3 separate regions of the Gossypium hirsutum genome follow, and all the other regions are linked to region 1. Evidence: chromatin contacts called from public Hi-C data. All regions are on one chromosome and are shown on one strand. Each heading gives the region's core, a stretch centred on a gene start, on an enhancer-like site or on the middle of the called end of the contact. The rest is flanking DNA. Distances are from core to core; before and after follow the strand shown. Region 1 has its middle 39 kb from the start of LOC107944519. Region 2 holds the start of LOC107920441 (BOI-related E3 ubiquitin-protein ligase 1). Region 3 has its middle 8.7 kb from the start of LOC107920634.

Evidence for each region. Hi-C and Micro-C count contacts between places; a contact is called where the count stands out from the background.
Region 2: a contact with region 1 is called in a Hi-C map of leaf, with 4 times the contacts expected there. The contact joins the promoter of LOC107920441 here to the enhancer-like site in region 1. A contact is called at or near these places in 23 of 34 Hi-C or Micro-C datasets (anther, callus, fibers and 5 more).
Region 3: a Hi-C map of leaf shows a contact between it and region 1, with 2.1 times the contacts expected there. The contact joins two enhancer-like sites. A contact is called at or near these places in 5 of 34 Hi-C or Micro-C datasets (callus, hypocotyl and leaf).

The regions. Positions count from the first base shown.
Region 1 is chrA08:113,087,059-113,090,249 of Gossypium_hirsutum_v2.1, forward strand. No RefSeq gene overlaps it. Among protein-coding and RNA genes, the nearest start is that of LOC107944519, 39 kb to the left of the region's middle. Within about 2 kb of position 1,858, at least 3 of the 9 cell types and tissues checked have an H3K27ac peak or open chromatin away from gene starts, as enhancers often do. A contact at or near this core is called in fibers and leaf, where this site is marked.
Region 2 is chrA08:113,138,520-113,141,689 of Gossypium_hirsutum_v2.1, forward strand. It overlaps LOC107920441 (BOI-related E3 ubiquitin-protein ligase 1), which reads left to right and starts at 1,508. Exons shown (of 3, transcript XM_016850172.2): 1 at 1,508-1,911; 2 at 1,988-2,420; 3 at 2,519-3,170. The coding sequence starts at 1,865. The coding sequence ends at 3,043.
Region 3 is chrA08:113,032,374-113,035,403 of Gossypium_hirsutum_v2.1, forward strand. No RefSeq gene overlaps it. Among protein-coding and RNA genes, the nearest start is that of LOC107920634, 8.7 kb to the right of the region's middle. Within about 2 kb of position 1,293, at least 4 of the 9 cell types and tissues checked have an H3K27ac peak or open chromatin away from gene starts, as enhancers often do. A contact at or near this core is called in leaf, where this site is marked.

The sequences.
Region 1 (3,191 bases), core at 608-3,107:
AAAGTGAGAAACCATTCAAACATATATATATATATATGATATTAATATATTTTATATTTATTTAGGACTTCTCGAAATATGAATTTAAAAATTTACTCAAATTTATTTATTTTAGGCTCGCTCATAGTATTGTATTATTATATGTTTTAATTTTTTGTGATATAATTTACACAATATATAAAAACAAATATATATTACAAAAGTATAAAATGGTTTGGATCAAGTCAAGTTCAAGCCTTAAATGTTAAAATCCCAACCCAATTCATATATTAAGTGAGTCTAATTTTTTTGCTCAAGTCTATTTTTCGAGCCTCATACTACTATCTGAATCCTTCCATATTTCGAGTAGACCTTCGAGCTTAGATTAGTAACTTGATCCATAAACAAGTTTATCCATGAGGCAATGGACTTATTCTTCAAGCATTTGAACCAAGTTTTGATCCAAATTCCAATCACGAAATTATTAATGTTGGGAGGATTTTATTTAAATGCTACCGCAACTTAAATAAGATTAATCTTTAATCATAAAATGGGTGAATACACATATCATTATACCAAAAAGAATTCTAGTACTCCAGCTATAGTTAAAATTTTACCTTTTGCTTTAGAAAAAGATTAAAGTCAAGCTAATTAACATTTCCCAATCCTCTCTAATGAATCTACTCTCTTAGTTTTTTTTTTCTATGGAATTAGGTGATTGATGATAAGGAAGAGAGGAGAGATCATCTAGGTAGGACTGACTTGAAATGGGGAAATGTGCCAAAATATATTTTTAAAGGAAAACAAGTGTGATAGATGAGAAGGAAAGCATGAATTATAGCCAAAAAGAGATGAGATAAAATGCAAGGCAACGTGGATGTAAAGGAAAGAAACACTGAAATATTATGCTATATATGAAATTGAAAGGTGGGGGGGGGGGTGTGGTGTGCTCTTGTAATTTTGTATTCAAGTAGGAGGGAAACATCCACAGCCTTTCTTTTTGAATAGCCTCATCATTTCAATAATTTGTTAATAAAAAAATGAAGTAGTAAATTTTGATTAGTATATCAAATATTTATTCATAAATAAATAAAGTTAAAGTTGTCCCTCTTACAATTCTTTCCCATCTATTGGAACTTTCTTCCCTATTAATCCTCATCACTTAAACCCTTTTTTTTTTCCCTTCAAATTAATTTTAATTATTTTAGGTGGTTCAATAAGGACACCATGAGTATTTTTAGTATTGCTCCAAATGGCCGAAAATAATAGATTATGGCTTAGCTTAAGGTAATTAGTTTTATTAGTCAAATTTCGGGTCATTACACCCTTGAAAATGAAATTGGGTGCTAACAACCACAATCAAACTAGTTTTATTTTGAACTATGTATATATTCTCCCTCAAAACAATATATAAAAGCAGAAGTTGGATATAAATATAGCATTTTATTTTGCATGACAAATTTGAAAAACTTTAGAGTAAAAGGAAAAATAAATTGCCACACTTGGCATTGCTTGATTTATTTGTTTATTAGGGAAAACAATGTTATCTTTGAAAAATGACCTAAACCAAACATGTCAATCTTGTAGGTTTATACCATTTCGAAAATGACTGAGCAATATGAATATAAACCCTTTTCAATGAAGCCAAAATTCTTGGTCGACCAAACCCTATTTCAAACTCAAACAATTTATTCTTTCTTTTTCTACCTTTTCACATGCAAGCCATGCATATATGCAGTTACCCTAAATTAAAGAAGTGATAATAAATGAAATAAAAGATGCCAATAAATCTTTGTATGTATCCACCCACACAGCAGGCCACCACAATCTGAGTATGGTGTAGTAGTGATTATTTGTTTGTTTTGTTTGGGGAATAATAGTTTTTTTTAGGAGGGCTGTAATAGGAAGAAAAGGTGAGAGAATCATTAGTGATAAGTGGAGATACAGACATAGGGAAAAGGATTTTTATTTGGTTTGTTGTTTGGAAGTGCAAATGTGTATGTCTGACGCGTGAACGTTATCAATGCTTCCCGATTTCCTAAGGGCTAAGAGAGAGACGTTAAAAGTGGTATATTTGGGAATTTAAGCGTAACATGCTCACCATCAACCTTTTCAAATTGGATTACTTCATTATTTTGGGAACTAAACATTATAATTTTTTTAATATTCTGGTTTGAATTTTTTTTAAGATTAAGTTCTAAATTTGATAAATATTTTTATATTAGAGTTTAAACTTGACAATTTTTTTTACATTGGGGACTTTTTTTTTGTTAAAGTTAGGCTGTGAACTTAGTAATTGTTCTCACATTAAGGCCTGAACTATAGGGTTTTTAAGGACTAACTTGGATAAAAATAAGTTTAAGTTCCAATATGGGAACATTTGCCAAATTTAGGGCCTAACTTGGACTAAAAAAAAGTTTAGACCCCAATATGGGAACAATTGCCAAGTTCAGAGCTTAACTTGGACAAAAAAAAATTCAGGCCTCAATGTGGGAAGAGTTGCTAAGTTCAAGCCCCAAAATGTAATTTAACCATTTCAAATTATATTAAAAGTTTGGTTTTTAAGGTGATAAAATATCATGGACGACTCTACACTAAGAGTCGATTGCATTTTGCCTCTCTACTAAAAAAATGAGTAGATTAGTCCATATACATTAGATAAAAGAGTAAACTGATCATTGTGTTAAAAATTTCATCAATTCTACTATTAAAATTTGGTCCATGTATGTCAGCATGAGTACACATGGCACGCCATGTGTTGCTGTTTGATTATTCTACTAGCCACACTAGTTTTTAACAGTACAAGTGGATGGAATTTCTAACAAAAAAGATCAATTTGCCCGTTGATCTAACGTAAACGGATTAATTTGCTTAATTTTTGAGTAAAGGGAGCAAAATGGAATCTGACTCTAGTACAAGGGCCTTTATGATACTTTTACCTTTTTAGGGTCCATTTGGATGGTCAGTTAATTTAATTCCAATGGGATTAAAAAAAATAACCATGAAAATAACCATCATAGACATTAAATTAAAATGTATATATATAATAAATCCTAAAATTTTATATTTAAATTATTAAAAAGTAGAATTAAATTTATCTTGGGTCAATTACAATTAAAAATTTATTGAAATTAGATTAATTTAAAATCATAATAATAATTGAAATTATATTTAAACTAAAAAATAAAATTAATAATAACAAAAATAATTAA
Region 2 (3,170 bases), core at 258-2,757, 51 kb after region 1:
GTTGTTCATATAATGCCCATGCTCAATTATGTGATATTATACCATACATTGCATATTATATATTGAATGCTATAATTATTGTGACAACTAGGTGTAAGGTTAGTTTCAAACCCCAAAAAAATGGGGTTTTGCATGCTTTGATTAATGTTGGTGAAGTGATTTAGGAGATTAGGTGGATTTTTAGCAGTTAGGATTTTAAGAGAGGAGGTTTGTGGGTTAGCAGTGATTTTGGTGTGAAGAAAGCAATAAGTAGTAGTGGGTAAACTGTTAGGAATGTGGTGGAGAAGGAGGTCAACGTGGAATATACAAATATAAATTGAAATTTTTAGTGCAACAAATGAAGGGATTAATTTAAAGGTAGGATTGGAACGTGAAAATAAAACAAGATTTAATTAAGGACTAGTTGATGAATGGTTTAAGTGTATTTAAAAAAAACAATATTTTTATTAAATGTTACAAAAAAAAATAAATTTATTAAGTTTTATGTTTATTTTATAATTTTTGTTTAGGGTTGATAATTATTTTCACTAATAATATCGTTTTTAATTTTTGAATTTACTTTCTCTATAATATGCTCAATCACAATATCTAATACTTCTTGATTATTAATTATTTATATAATAATATAAAAATTAAAAAAAGTTAAGGGGGTTGTGTGACAATGAAATGGATAGGAATGGATGGATTAGCATTAAAGAAATAAAGAAGAAATGGGTGAAGAAGAGTTGGCAATGGCATGAGTTGAACCCAATACCTCTTGGAATTGATGTCTCACATCACACTTAGCAACTTTTTATCTCATCAAAACTCAAATGATATAATACTCACCGCTGGAGTATATTATTTCAGATTTATCGTATTTTTCAAAAAAATATAATGTATATTAATATACCATATAATTTATAATTACATTAAAAAATGACTAAATTAAGTTATTTAACATAATTAATAAATTTAAAATCATCATAATTTAAAGTATTAAAAATTTGTATTAATTGATACAAATCGATACAATTTGTTATTTGTTTAAGATCAAAATAACTCATACTAATACTATGCTTATAATTAATTATTTTTAATAAATTTATTAGCAAATGCTTTGAAATTAAAAGTTTAATATTTAAAATAATAATAAAAATAGCAGATTAAATTTTAATTCAATTGATATAGGCATAGTTGTTAATGCAGAAGGATATGAATTTGAGAGTTAAAAAAAAAAGCATATTAAAGTCTTGTGTTAATTATAAAAAAATAATATTCAATTAATTTTATTAGTATTCCAGGTTAAGAAGTTTCCTTGAATTAATTATTGATGTCCACACAATGATAACCTGAATTTACTGTTATTATCGATGATTTATTTGGATTTGTATGAGATCAATCCAAAATTTTCATAGTTTTAATTTCGTCCTACTAAAAAGGAATTTTGACGAAAAGACCCAAATCATTTAAATTTGTGAAAGAAAATAAATCAGAAAAATGAATTTGCATTAGTTTCAAAGATGAATTTTCTTATTTAAGGAATTACTCTTGTGTTTGAGTTAGAATTAAAAGTAAATAAATAAAAAGAATAAAGGAGTTATTGAGGAGGGTGTGATAACAAACACGAGACAGTCTCGTCCCACCCTGAAGAAAAGCCAATCCCACGCCAAGAGAAGAACCAAAACCAACAAATACAAATCCAATTAAAAGACTCTCTCTACGACTCATTCTTCCCCCCATATCTTTCTCTACCCCCTGTTTTCAATCTCTATATCAATACAAGCATGATTTGCTTTTTTATTATTTTACACCCCATTTCAGTCTGTTGATCCAACTTTTCCTTCACCCACCCTGCATCCCTTTTTCTTATTATTGCTTTCCAATGGCTGTTCAAGCTCAGTATCCTTCCAATGTGCTCTTCTTAAACAGGTTGGTCTTTGCTTCTTTGCCTCTCTCTCCCCTTTTCTCTCTCTCTGCCTGTTTAATCATATTTGGTTTATTCCAGAGGTGGACAAGAGGAGCATGAATTTTCGTTGCAGCAACAAGCGGGAGGAGTTTTTCTTAATCAACCCCATATGTTATTCAACAATGGCACCAACAATAATATTAATCCAAGGAAAAGAGCAAGGGAAGTTACGGAAGGGGCGGCAATAACTACGCCCATGAATTCATATTCTTTGCAAATGCAACCGCCTCAGCTGATAGAGCTTTCCCAACTCCACCAACCGAATGTGGTTTTCACCGGCCTCCAATTATCTTTCGGCGGCGACCAACAACAATATCAGAATCCGAATCTTCAAAAACAACAACACCAACACCAACAACGGCAACAGAATCTTGTTCCCAGCTCCACTCTTTTTTTGTCCGTGGTATCCGATGAATTGGCTACCCAAATCAAACGCCAGAGAGAAGAATTGGACCAATTTCTTCAAGCCCAGGTACCGATTTTCTCTTTCTTCATGTGGGTTATCGTCGATTTTTTTTTTGTTTGTCTGTTTGTTTGAAAAATGTAACGAGTTGGTATTTTTTATTTTAGGGAAAGGAATTACGGCGAACGTTAGCGGAGAAAAGGAATAGGCACTACCATGCGCTGTTGGCGGCAGCGGAGGAATCGGTGGCGAGGAGGTTAAGAGAGAAAGAAGCGGAAGTGGAGAAAGCGACGCGGCGGAACGCCGAGTTGGAGGCATGCTCAGCGCAACTAAGCGTAGAGATTCAGGTTTGGCAAGCGAAAGCCAGGGCACAGGAGGCAACAGCGACTTCGTTACAAGCACAGCTCCAACAGGCTATGATTGGCTGTGGGGCTGCTGCGGTGACACAAGATAGTAGGAGAGGGGAGGAAGGGATAGAAGGACAGGCGGAGGACGCCGAGTCGGCTTACGTGGACCCTGAACGGATGGTTTCTTCGGGACCATCTTGCAAGGCGTGTCGGACACGCGTCGCCTCGGTGGTGCTGCTTCCGTGTCGACATCTTTGCCTTTGTACAGAGTGTGACAGAGTGGCGCAAGCCTGCCCGCTTTGCCTCGCCGTTCGGAATTCTAGCGTTGAGGTTTTTCTTTCTTGAAAAAAAAAACAAAAAACAAAATCAAAATAACCTTCGAGTATAATAAAAAATTTACATTTCTCTCTACTTTTTTAAAAAATTTCTTTTGGGGGTCTGATATTATTAGTTTTTTTACCAATGACCCGGA
Region 3 (3,030 bases), core at 43-2,542, 55 kb before region 1:
CCGGTTTAAAAAACGGGCCGAGCCTCAGGTAAAGCATTTTTTGCCAGAGCCAGGCCCGAATTTACTACATGACAAAAAATCTATTTTTTTAATATTATTTCTTTATTATTTTCTCCCTATTTTGCTATTATTTTACTATTATGTTGCTACTATTTTGTTGTTATTGTTTGGATATTGTATAAATTTTATTTTATTGTTAATTTATTTTATTATTTTAAACACATTTGTTAATTTTGTTATTATTTTAGAAGCATTTGCTTGTTAAGTTGCATCTATTTTAGTGTTATTTAAGTATACATATTTTTTAAAATTTATTTTCAATATGTTAAGAAATATTTATTTTGATGTTTTTAGTATTTTTGATAGTTTATATATATTTTAAAATTATATAAAAAATAATATGGGCGGCCGGGTCGGGCTCGAGTTTTAACATTTTTATTCGGGTAGGGCTTTGGCAAAACTTTAGGCCCATTTTTTGGGCTTGACCCGGACCTAACAAATGGGCCTAAATTTTTAGTTGGATCCGACCCGACCCGTCCCATGCACACCTTTAGTTTTGATTGAGAAGGGAGATGTTTTGTGTTTTTTACCAATACAAGACCAATATTGTTCAGTGGAAAGAGGAGATTGAGATCAAACTTTTTATTGAAAAAGAATTATTAAAAATTTTTTTGAAGAACATGAATGGAGCGAGAGATGGAGAGATGAACGCAGAAAGAGAGAACTTATTTTTAAGGCTAAAAATTGAGTTTTTTTTAATTAAAATCATTTTTATTTAATTAAATGACAATATATTGTCAGTATAGTTAAATATATATATATTTTTGAAGATTTTGGAGAATTGAAGGTGGCATGGATTAATATATTAGAGGCGCCCAAAAATACAATTAAAAAAATCTCTAAATAATATATAATTATATTATTTTTGTAATTAATTTTTACATTATTGAATAAAAGAACCGCACATTTGTATTGACTTCTTATATGCAGATTTATATATATAAACACACATTTGTAATGATTCACTGATTTGAATAAAGAAGTGTTATATCAACGTTGTTGGGTGGGGCTAAGGAAAAGCAAATGTTAGTCACATTTTTGGTAAAAAAAAAAAAAGAAAGGAAAAAATAATGTCTCCTGTTTGTACGCAAAGGAAAATAAAATTTAAATAAAATGTGAGGGGCCCATACAATAACAAAAGCAGCATCTGATGCGGAGACTATCGCTTTCTGGCGAGTTGTAGGCCGTTGGATGTCCGGATAAGGCGGCGGAGATACGCGCATTGTAAAATTTTATAGAAGTTTCCGCTCCAGCGTGAGAGTTGGTGCGGTGGCAGCACTTAGATAGACGTGTCAAGTTCGTATAGCATGTCGTGTTTCTATTTTATTGGTTGTAATTGACAATTACTTGTGCTTCCATAAAACCGAGTCTGAACCTTCAAAGTTCCACCTTTCAGGCTTCATTTTTGAGGAGATGCCTAATGCTCGATTAGCCACTCATCTCATCATGAACCATTGTTTTATTCTTTTCTTGATTATAATGGTTGTGTTAGATAATTAATTAATTATTTTTTATTAAATTATAAATATTACAATATATATTTTTTATATTTGAAATTTGAAATTTGAAACTTGAAATTTAATATTTTTATTTTTATTTTTAAAAATTTAATGTTTTTGTTTTCTTAAATTTAAATTTTAGGCAGGGCCCTCTAAAATTAAATTTTTTTATTTAGGCCCTTAATTTTTTTAAAAAAATTTAAATTAGTAAAGGTAAAATTGTACTTAAGCTCCAACCTAAAATTATAAAAATTTGATTTAATCTTTTAAAAATTATAAATATATAGGCTATAAAAAATTAAAATTTCTTTCGGCCTCCTCTAAATATTTGTTCTGGCTTCGCCTCTGAATTTAGGTTTATTTGTTAATATTATTAAAAATTTTTGCTATGATATTTTGAAATTAAAAAAAAAATACTTGTTATGGACTTGAATGTAGACTTAATCAAGGGATGGATAGCTTGTCTGGCCGGTTGGACAAGAATTTTTACACTTCAACTTGACCCAATTCAAATTTAATTTAAATGATAAATAATATTTTTAAAATTTAAATTTAATTATAAAAATCATAAATACTATTTTAAATAATGTGCCAATTTTGAGATTAAATGCATATTTAAACCTATTGTATATAATTCTTTTTTTTTTATCTTTAAATTACTATCTCGAAGATACACTCCAATTCATGCATGTCATAATTTGAAAGGTAAGGCATTTCATATAATTCACAATATTTCTCTCTTATCTCTCTTTTTTGTTAAACAATCGTCCAAAAGTAAATAACAAATAAGGTTGAAGTGGCGTTGAGGAAGGCTGGTTCACGAAAGCTGGGTGAAGAGCTGAAGGAAGTAAGTGAATAAACAGGGCCATCCCTGGGGGCTCTTTTGAAGTGCAATCGCCTCAAAGATAAAATGGCCCAAAAATATTTATTTATTTAACTTAATGTGCGGAAAAATATTTTAAACTAAAATAAATTAATTAAATGTTTATTGTTTTCAATTCTTAGCCATAAATACTTTATCTTCAACTCCTTGACTTCTCCAAACCTTTTCTAATTCCCAAATTCCAACTCCTACCATTAAAGTTTAAAAAGAATTTCAATTTTCCCTAAAAAAATCTACATTATTAGCATTCAGTCTTCTTTATTTTCCCATAACCATGACAACATAAGAAATTTTCTACAAATTAAATAGGTCCAAATGATTTGAGTAATATACCATTTATCAGTCATTAGCATCAATCAATTAAAGTTAATAATTTTTACTTTATATTTGAGAGATTGAGAGCCTCCCATCCACGTTCTGTTGGATTTACCATTATTGCAGGTATAATTCTTCCTCCTTCCTTTTCTTTCTTGTAATATTTTCTTTCTTAATTTGAAGATATTTTTGGGTTTTAACTAATAAAGACATTAAGTCATCCTTATATTTAACTTCTTCCCCTAAGTCCTTTTCTGATGAATCATAGTACAA